Regions from separate parts of the Macaca mulatta genome. Here region 2 is linked to region 1. The links are chromatin contacts, called in public Hi-C maps. All regions are on one chromosome and are shown on one strand. Each heading gives the region's core, a stretch centred on a gene start, on an enhancer-like site or on the middle of the called end of the contact. The rest is flanking DNA. Distances are from core to core; before and after follow the strand shown.

What was found. A called contact is a pair of places that touch in the nucleus more often than the background predicts.
Region 2: a contact with region 1 is called in a Hi-C map of liver, with 2.3 times the contacts expected there. The contact joins the promoter of SLC25A4 here to the promoter of CENPU in region 1. A contact is called at or near these places in 3 of 14 Hi-C or Micro-C datasets (fetal cortex germinal zone, fetal cortical plate and liver).

Annotation. Positions count from the first base shown.
Region 1 is chr5:193,163,611-193,167,693 of T2T-MMU8v2.0, forward strand. CENPU (centromere protein U) reads right to left here and starts at 2,298. Exons shown (of 13, transcript XM_015139596.3): 1 at 1,951-2,298. The coding sequence starts at 2,000. LOC144340881 (a long non-coding RNA gene) reads left to right here and starts at 2,108. Exons shown (of 5, transcript XR_013417407.1): 1 at 2,108-2,352; 2 at 3,447-3,564.
Region 2 is chr5:193,577,718-193,581,952 of T2T-MMU8v2.0, forward strand. SLC25A4 (solute carrier family 25 member 4) reads left to right here and starts at 2,409. Exons shown (of 4, transcript NM_001258165.1): 1 at 2,409-2,637; 2 at 3,930-4,235. The coding sequence starts at 2,527.

The DNA.
Region 1 (4,083 bases), core at 1,048-3,547:
TCAAGGAATTTAACACTGATACCATAATCTAATCTACAGTCCATACCCAAATCACATCAATTGTCCTATAATGTCCTTTTAAGATTGCCAGGCCAGCATTTTAAAAAAAACAAAAAAAAGGAAAATATAAAATGAAACATTGCACTGGATATACTATGTTCATAAGCCTTTTGTTTTGTTATGTGTGGATGTGTGCGCATGTGTACTAAGTGTGATATAAAACATCATTACTGTGAATCACAGTTTAAAAAAAAAAAGTTAGAAAACTGTTCAGAGCAGTGGTTCCCAGACTGGAGTGTCATCAACATTCGCAGCAGGGCTTGTGAAACAGGTTGCTCAGCACCACCCCAGGAGTGTATGATTCAGTCCCTCTGGGGCATGGCCTGGGACTCTGCATTTCTAACAAGTTCATGATTTATTTACTTCATGAAACCTAAGGAAGAAGGTAGGACAAGTACTGGTTTTATGGCAATTTTATAGATGATGATTCCGGGGTTCCTAAAATTTAAGTGACTTATCAAGGGTCACAAAGCCAAGTAACAGAAACACAACAAAAACTAGACCACATAAACTTCATCATCTAAACTCTTTGAGCTGTCTTGTCCTTTCTTGGGGGGGAAAAAAAGTCAAGGTTCCTCCTTGCCTTAGGTTGCAGTCAAGGTGGGGCTTCTGAGAGACAGAAACCTCTGTGACAACCCACAGGTAAAATTTCTGGGCCAGGTGCGGTGGCTCCCGCCTGTAATCCCAGCGCTCTGAGAAGTCAAGGCGGGCGGATCATGAGGTCAGGAAATCGAGACCATCCTGGCCAACATGGTGAAACCCCATTTCTACTAAAAATACACAAATGAGCTGGACGTGGTGGCTCACGCCTGTAATCCCAGCTACTGTGGAGGCTGAGGCAGGAGAATCGCTTGAACCTGGGAGGCGGAGGTTGCGCCACTGCACTCCAGCCTGGGCTAGAGTGAAATTCCGACTCAAAAAAAAAAAAAAAAATTCTGTTGTATGTGCATTAGTGTGTTCTGGGAGGAGGCCTGAACAGATTTCATGAGTCTCAAACCCAAAAATGTTAAAAAAAATAAAAATAAAGACAACAAAAACCACTAGCCTTTCGGATAAACTCTTTTCAGCTGATATTCAAGGCTGACATTCTTTTCTAATCCTCTTCTCCACTGGCCCCAGGAGTCTGGTCTCGGTTTCCCCACCTACCTGCGGTGTCCTGCTCCAGCTTTCCACCCTAACCCCGCAGCTGCCAGCACCACCTTCTCCAGGCAGCCTTCCCCGCCGGGGAACTCCTGTTGTCTTCAGACCGTCTTGGCGCACGGTTTTGTGCACGGTCTGCAGCGAGCCGAGACCCTTCCCGCCAGATCCAGGCCGGGCCTTGGATGGCCATTCGCCAACCAATCAGCGACCAGCATTCTAGAGCGCGTCTTGCAACCGACCAAACGCGCGCTGGCTTTGATGAACAACAACCGCTCCACCCACCCTGAAGAAAGGCAGGCGGCAGCTCGCTCCCCCAGCCACACTTGTGCTCCGGTCTGTGGTTTGCAGTCCGAAAACACCAGCGTCTTCAAAATAAGAAAACTGATTCCCGGAGAGTAAACTCCACTCACATTAAAGTCTGCCAAATCGTAGGCAATAAGTATTTGCTGAATGTTTTGCTTTCAAGCTAACACTTCGACACTCACTACTCTGGACGGCACTACTGCCCCCTACAAAACGACACGACACTGGCTAACGTCTTCCCGCCCGCCAGGCAGGGTTAGGCCCGTGCGGGTGGGAATCACTCTTATCCCCACTAGTCTGACGAGAAAGCCGGGACCCGGGCGACTGGCCACTCGAGCGAGCTCCACAGTGGAGCACGAACAGCGCCGGGAGGCGCAAACCGCGGCAGGCGAGGAAGCAGTTCAAGCTGGTCTCCGGCCTCGCGTTCTGAGGGTCGGCAGTACTTACCCCTCAGGCCTGTGAGGCCGCGACCGCCGACGCCTCCCCCGCGGAGCCATGATGCCGCCCTCCGCTCCCGAGCGACTGGAAGCTCCCGCCAAGCCCCTCGCCGCTCCGAGCAGCCAATCCGGGCCGAGCACGCGCGCGTGCGCAGAACTTCCTGAGCGGGCCCCGGGCTCCTCCCCGCCTTGGAGCGGGAGGGAAAACTGGGCCTGGCTATCACACCGCAACGGAACTGAAGTCCATGCCGCACAACCAGTTACCTACGGTCCATGTCATGCCAAAGTTTTCCGGGCTTTCCTCCCACCCGCATCGCCAGTTTTCCAGAGCCCGAAAGCCCCGGAGCCACGTGGGACCGCCCCCTGTGGGTGGGGAAAGGGGAGGAGCTAGTGTCCTTGAGCCTGTGGGCAGGTAAGTGGGTGGGCGCAGACCAGCTATCGCAGCTGGTGCCGCTGAGGCCGCAGTCGTCTTGACAGACCCACAGGATTTGGCTTGCAGCCCCTGCTGCCTTTATCAGCTGTCTGAGCTTAGCACGTTACTTTACCTCTATCCCAGCACCTTCATTTGTAAATGGTCAGGGATCCTTTTGTTCTTTTATTTTGTTTCTGTTTAAAAATGTGTAATGCAGAAGAATGAAATTGAACCCTTACCTTACACCGCGTATAAAAATTAACGCAAAATGGATCAAACACCTATATATAAAGGCTAAAATTAAAATTAAAACTCTTAAAAGAAAACAGAGCAAAAGCTTCATAACATTGGACTTGGTGGTATGATTTCTTGGATATGATACCAACAGCAGTTTGGGATGATGAAAACGTTTTGGAAATAGTGGTGGATGGATGCACAAGATGAACGTACTTGATGCCACAGAACTGTAAACTTACAAACGGTTAAAATGCTAAATTTTGTTGTGTATATTTTACTATGATAAAAAATTACGTTTCATGCATATAAAAGAATATAACATGTGTAATGTAAGGATAAAAACAAACATCCGTGTAACCAGCACTGGATGGGGATATGAATCATTATTATACATAACTCTTGGGTACCCCTCTGAATGGCACCCTCCTCCTCCAGAGAATAACCACTGTTCTAATTTTATGTGTATCATTCCTGTGGTTTTCTACCTTGATATAGCCCCAAATAATGTATTGATTATTGCATGTTTCTAAACTTTATATGATATTTGGTAGGTATTCTGCAAATGTCCTTTCTTACTAAAGCTATTGCTTTTATTTTTTATTTTATTTTTCCATAAATTATTGGGGTGCAGGTGCTATTTAGTTACATAAGTAAGTTCTTTTTTTTTTTTTTTTTTTTTTTTTGAGACGGAGCCTTGCTCTGTCTCCCAGGCTGGAGTGCAGTGGCCCAGTCTTGGCTCACTGCAAGCTCCACCTCCCGGGTTCATGCCATTCTCCTGCCTCAGCCTCCCGAGTAGCTGGGACTACAGGCGCCTGCCACCACGCCCAGCTATTTTTTTTTTTTTTTTGTATTTTTAGTAGAGATGGGGTTTCACCGTGTTAGACAGGATGGTCTTGATCTCCTGACCTCAGGATCCACCTGCCTCAGCCTCCCAAAGTGCTGGGATTACAGACGTGAGCCACTGCGCCCGGCCGAGTAAGTTCTTTAGTGGTGATTTGTAAGATCCTGGTGCATCCATCACCCCACTGCACCATATATGTTGTGTTTTATCCCTTGCCCCCATCCCACTCTTCCCCCTAAGTCCTCAAAGTCCATTGTATCATTCTTAATGCCTTTGCGTCCTCATATAAATCTGTTACTGTTAGATGTATCCGCAATTGCATCTAAATCTGCATGTAGCTGCAGTTCATTTATGTTCAGTCTTTGGAATGCATAAGTAAATACTCCATATTTTATTTATCTGTTCTCTTGTGTGTGGGTGTATCAGTTGTTTGCAGTACTTTGTTGTTACCAACAATACAGCACTGAACACTCTTATAGGAGGTTTGCAGGGGACATGTCTAAGAGCTTCTCTAGGGATAGATTCAGTAGGGATATTACTGCTATGTAGGATACAGAGTACAGCTTTCCATGATAATACCAGTGTTTACACATTGTAGATCGTACAGTTTACACCCCCCCCCCCACTGGCTTCAAATATTATCAATATTCAGC
Region 2 (4,235 bases), core at 1,159-3,658, 410 kb after region 1:
TTGCAGTGAGCTGAGATCGCGCCACTGCACTCCAGCCTGGGGCACAGAGCAAGACTCCGCGTCAAAAAAAAAAAAAAAAAAAAAAAAAAAAAGTTTACACAAAAGGGAAACTTTGTCAAACTGTCAGATTCAATTGAATCATATGGAATATATACAGCTTCATAGTAATTAAATACAAATTCAAACTCATAAATAACTCACAAATAACTCTGTTTTTTGAAAGCCCGTGTTGGAGGAGAGTGTGAGAGAAAGCCCATCTGAAGAGCAATTTGTCAACATGTAGCAAAAGCTACAAAACTTTAAAAATCTTAATCTATCCATTCCATTTGGGAAATATATGAGAAGAAAAAACTTAGAGGAGAAAATGAAGTTTGTGCAAGTTTCAATATAACAGCATTACTTTTCTTTTCTTTTTTTTTTTTTGAGTGAGAGTCTTTCTCTGTCGCCCAGGCTGAAGTGCAGTGGAGTGATCTCAGATCACTATGACCTCTGCCTCTCAGGTTCAAGCGATTCTCGTGCCTCAGCCTCCTGAACTGCTGGGATTCCAGGCATGAGCTACCACGTCCGGCTAATTTTTGTATTTTTAGTAGAGATAGGGTTTTGCCATGTTGGCCAGGCTGTTCTTGAACTACTGACCTAGGTAATCTGCCAGCCTCAGCCTCCCAAAATACTGGGATTTCAGGCATGAGCCACCACACCCGGCCTATTTTTCATAATAAAAATAAGACACAATTCTAATGTACAATTAAAAGGAAAATGGAGGTTTAAAAGCAACTCTATATTACAGGATGGGATACAGTGAGCTATTATAATTAAAAAGGATTACTGTGTGGATTATGCTGATCCATGGAAATCTGTAAGTGAAGTTGTGATAAAGTGGAGCAAGTGATGAATACACTGAACTCTAAGGTCTTTGGAGATGGGCCATGTCTACTTATACTCAATCGGCAGGGCTACACTTGGTTCTTGGGACACAGTGAATGCTCAACAAGAGTCTGTTGAATGAACACATACATGGTTTATCTGTTTGTCTCTTCCGAGGTCTTGACTTTCTGTCTGCTCTGACCTCAGGCAACTTTGCACTAGTTCCTAGCTTTCATTCTGCTTACCTGGATTGCGGAACTCTAGCCTGCCCCACTCTTAGAAAAACGCTTGCCCTCTGTGGCCCTGGAACCGGAGTGACTTCTGCTATACCAAAGTCTCCAGGCCCAGGTGACACACAGCTGCAGCTCCATAAACCTCTAACATGATGTCAGCAAACATAATAAAGAAAAAAGCTTATAAAAACAATAAACTTCGTTAAAGGTACAAATGAAAATTAGCAAACATGGGAAGATCATTGAGTAAAGAGTTTAAAGTTAAAAACAAATTGCAGTCATTCTAGGGGAAGGAACAGTTGTATTTGAAAAGCTGTATGGTTACATGAACTGCCTAAAAAACAAGCTAAGGAAAATAAAAGCTCAAATTTATATATTTTAAGAAATTAATTGCAATCAATTTCCTGGGATTAAATAGCATTTCCTCAACCCCAGCTGCCATTAAAAAGAGGCAAATACAGCTAAGGACTGGATCTTCTCTGGAAGACTGACAGCACTGACCCTCAAGAAGGCACCAGCTGACTGAGAACATTCTGCCCTGATATGTGCTGAAATTCCGCTGAGAGCAGAGTGGTACGTTAAACCCTTTAGGGGCTTACAAAAGAAGTGACCTGTGTTTTAGAGTCAGAGTTTTGCCAAAACAAGTATGAATTCACCTAGTCCCCCCTGCACCAGGCCTTTCCTGTGGGCACTGAGTGCCAGACACATCAATATGTAACAGCAGAATGAATGATGGAACGAACGATTGAATGAAATGAAGTGAGAGGCAGCAGTTTGTCAGATTCTATGAGGCAATCACAGCATCGAGTGACCACAGTATCTGAGAGGATTGCCATTTATTCTCTCCGGAGCGCACGGCTCTAAGGAAGCCCATATCCAGGCAGTGAGTTCTGGTGGGGGGCGCCTTTAGATGCAAGAAGGAGGAAACGGCTCGAAATCCCTGGGCCTGAGGGCGGCCCGTGCAGGCTGGAGGGTCAAGAACGCTCCGCTGGAGGCAGCCGCCCGGTGTCTGCCCCGGCTTCAACCCGGCCTAAGGCTGCTTGTGCTATAAATACGCGGCCCACATGCCGCGGTGACACGGTGTTCCTTGGGCTCGGCGGGACAGATAACATGAATGTGCCCTTTAAATGTCCCAAGTTGCAGGGACAGCCCCCGGCCCAGCCCCGCTCCCGGAAACGCCTTCGCCCCCGATGCCCTCTGAAGCGGGAGGAGGGGGCGCCGCGTACATGGCCAGCCAATGCGCGGCGCGCGCGCCGGCCGCGACCCGCCTCCTCTCGCGAGAGCCCGGCGCGGATATAAGGGGGGGCTGCGGGCGAGGCGGCGGCCCCTTCGCGTCGCGCAGGGTCGGGGACTGCGCGGCGGTGCCAGGCCGGGCGTGGGCGAGAGCGCGAGCGGGCTGCCCGCGGGCTGAGTGCGTCGAGCTGTCACCATGGGTGATCACGCTTGGAGCTTCCTAAAGGACTTCCTGGCCGGTGGTGTCGCCGCTGCAGTCTCCAAGACCGCGGTCGCCCCCATCGAGAGGGTCAAACTGCTGCTGCAGGTGAGGACGGCGCGGTGCAAGGGGTGGTGCGGGCGCGGTGCGAGGCGCGGGCGCTGGCGAGGTGGGCCGGGCGGGGCGCGCGATGCGGCGCGAGCTGCAGGGTGCGGGGCGCCGCGGAAAATCTGCGCCAGGCCACAGGCCCGGGCGCCCGCCCGCTTGTGGGGGAAGAAGGTGCCCTCTGCGTAGAGACAGGTCCAGCGTCAGTCGCAGATTCCTGGTGTCGGGTGGCGCCCGGCGTTCGGGTGTCTATATATGGAAACCCACCCGGAGCCGGTTTACGTGTGCCAGATCCTGCGCCCGTGACAGCCCGGGCGTGCACTCAGGCCTGGAGGCACCTAGTGATTGCCAGTATTTTTGGCACCGTCTTATGCGCACGCACCTTTACAATGAAAACACCAAAATAATCATCACGCAGGAATTCCCTTATCGTATCTCACGCACAGTGCTGTATGCAGGCTGACGCCTTCATCTTTATGTAACCTCTGTGAGAGAGTTTTTCTTCTCCATTTTACAGATGAAGCTGAGGTTTTGAAATGTTAAGAAACAATTTTCGGAATAAACTCAGATCATCCTGTCTCCAAATCTTTTCCTCCCCTACCTGGTCGCTGAATGGCTTATCATCATCCTCCTGTTTTTCTCCACCTGCCCAAAAGGTCAGGGCCCCTCAATGAGGAAGAGCCCAATTTGGGAGTCAAAATTGCTAACAAACCCCCCCACAAATTGCTCACAAAGGCAGCGAAACCTCAATAATTGATTACTTGGATTGTCTGCTTGAAAACTTTGGAGCCCTAATGCTTAGTGGATTTATTCTCCTTCCTCTATTAGAGCATCTACTAGAGATCCTCATCTCCAGGGTGATCAGAGTGACACTGAGAAATTGTCATTTTTTGGCCATCATGTCTATTAAATCCAAAGCCCTTTGAAGCAGGGAGTGTTACTCATTCTGTCCCCCAGTAAGCCCCTCATACAGTTCTCAGACCTAGGGAAAGTGAAATAGATAAATGGCTAGCTTTATACAATTCAGTCACCTCTTCAGTTTATTTGGGGCAACACCTTTTCCCTCAAATACCCTAATAATTGAAGCCACATTGGATTATTTTGGCTTGTTATCTAGTAACTAACATGGATAACAGTATCCATTTACATGTCCTCAGTATCCATTTGATTTCCTCATCCTTTTTTTCTTCAAAAAAAAAAAAAAATCTAGGAAGTGCAAACCTTCTTTTTTCTCCTGTCCTTTTCCCCTGTCCCTGCCCTGCCTGTCCTCTATCACCCACCCTCCCCTCCACCAGGTCCAGCATGCCAGCAAACAGATCAGTGCTGAGAAGCAGTACAAAGGGATCATTGATTGTGTGGTGAGAATCCCCAAGGAGCAGGGCTTTCTCTCCTTCTGGAGGGGTAACCTGGCCAACGTGATCCGTTACTTCCCCACCCAAGCTCTCAACTTCGCCTTCAAGGACAAGTACAAGCAGCTCTTCTTAGGGGGTGTGGATCGGCATAAGCAGTTCTGGCGCTACTTTGCTGGTAACCTGGCATCTGGTGGGGCCGCTGGGGCCACCTCCCTTTGCTTTGTCTACCCGCTGGACTTTGCTAGGACC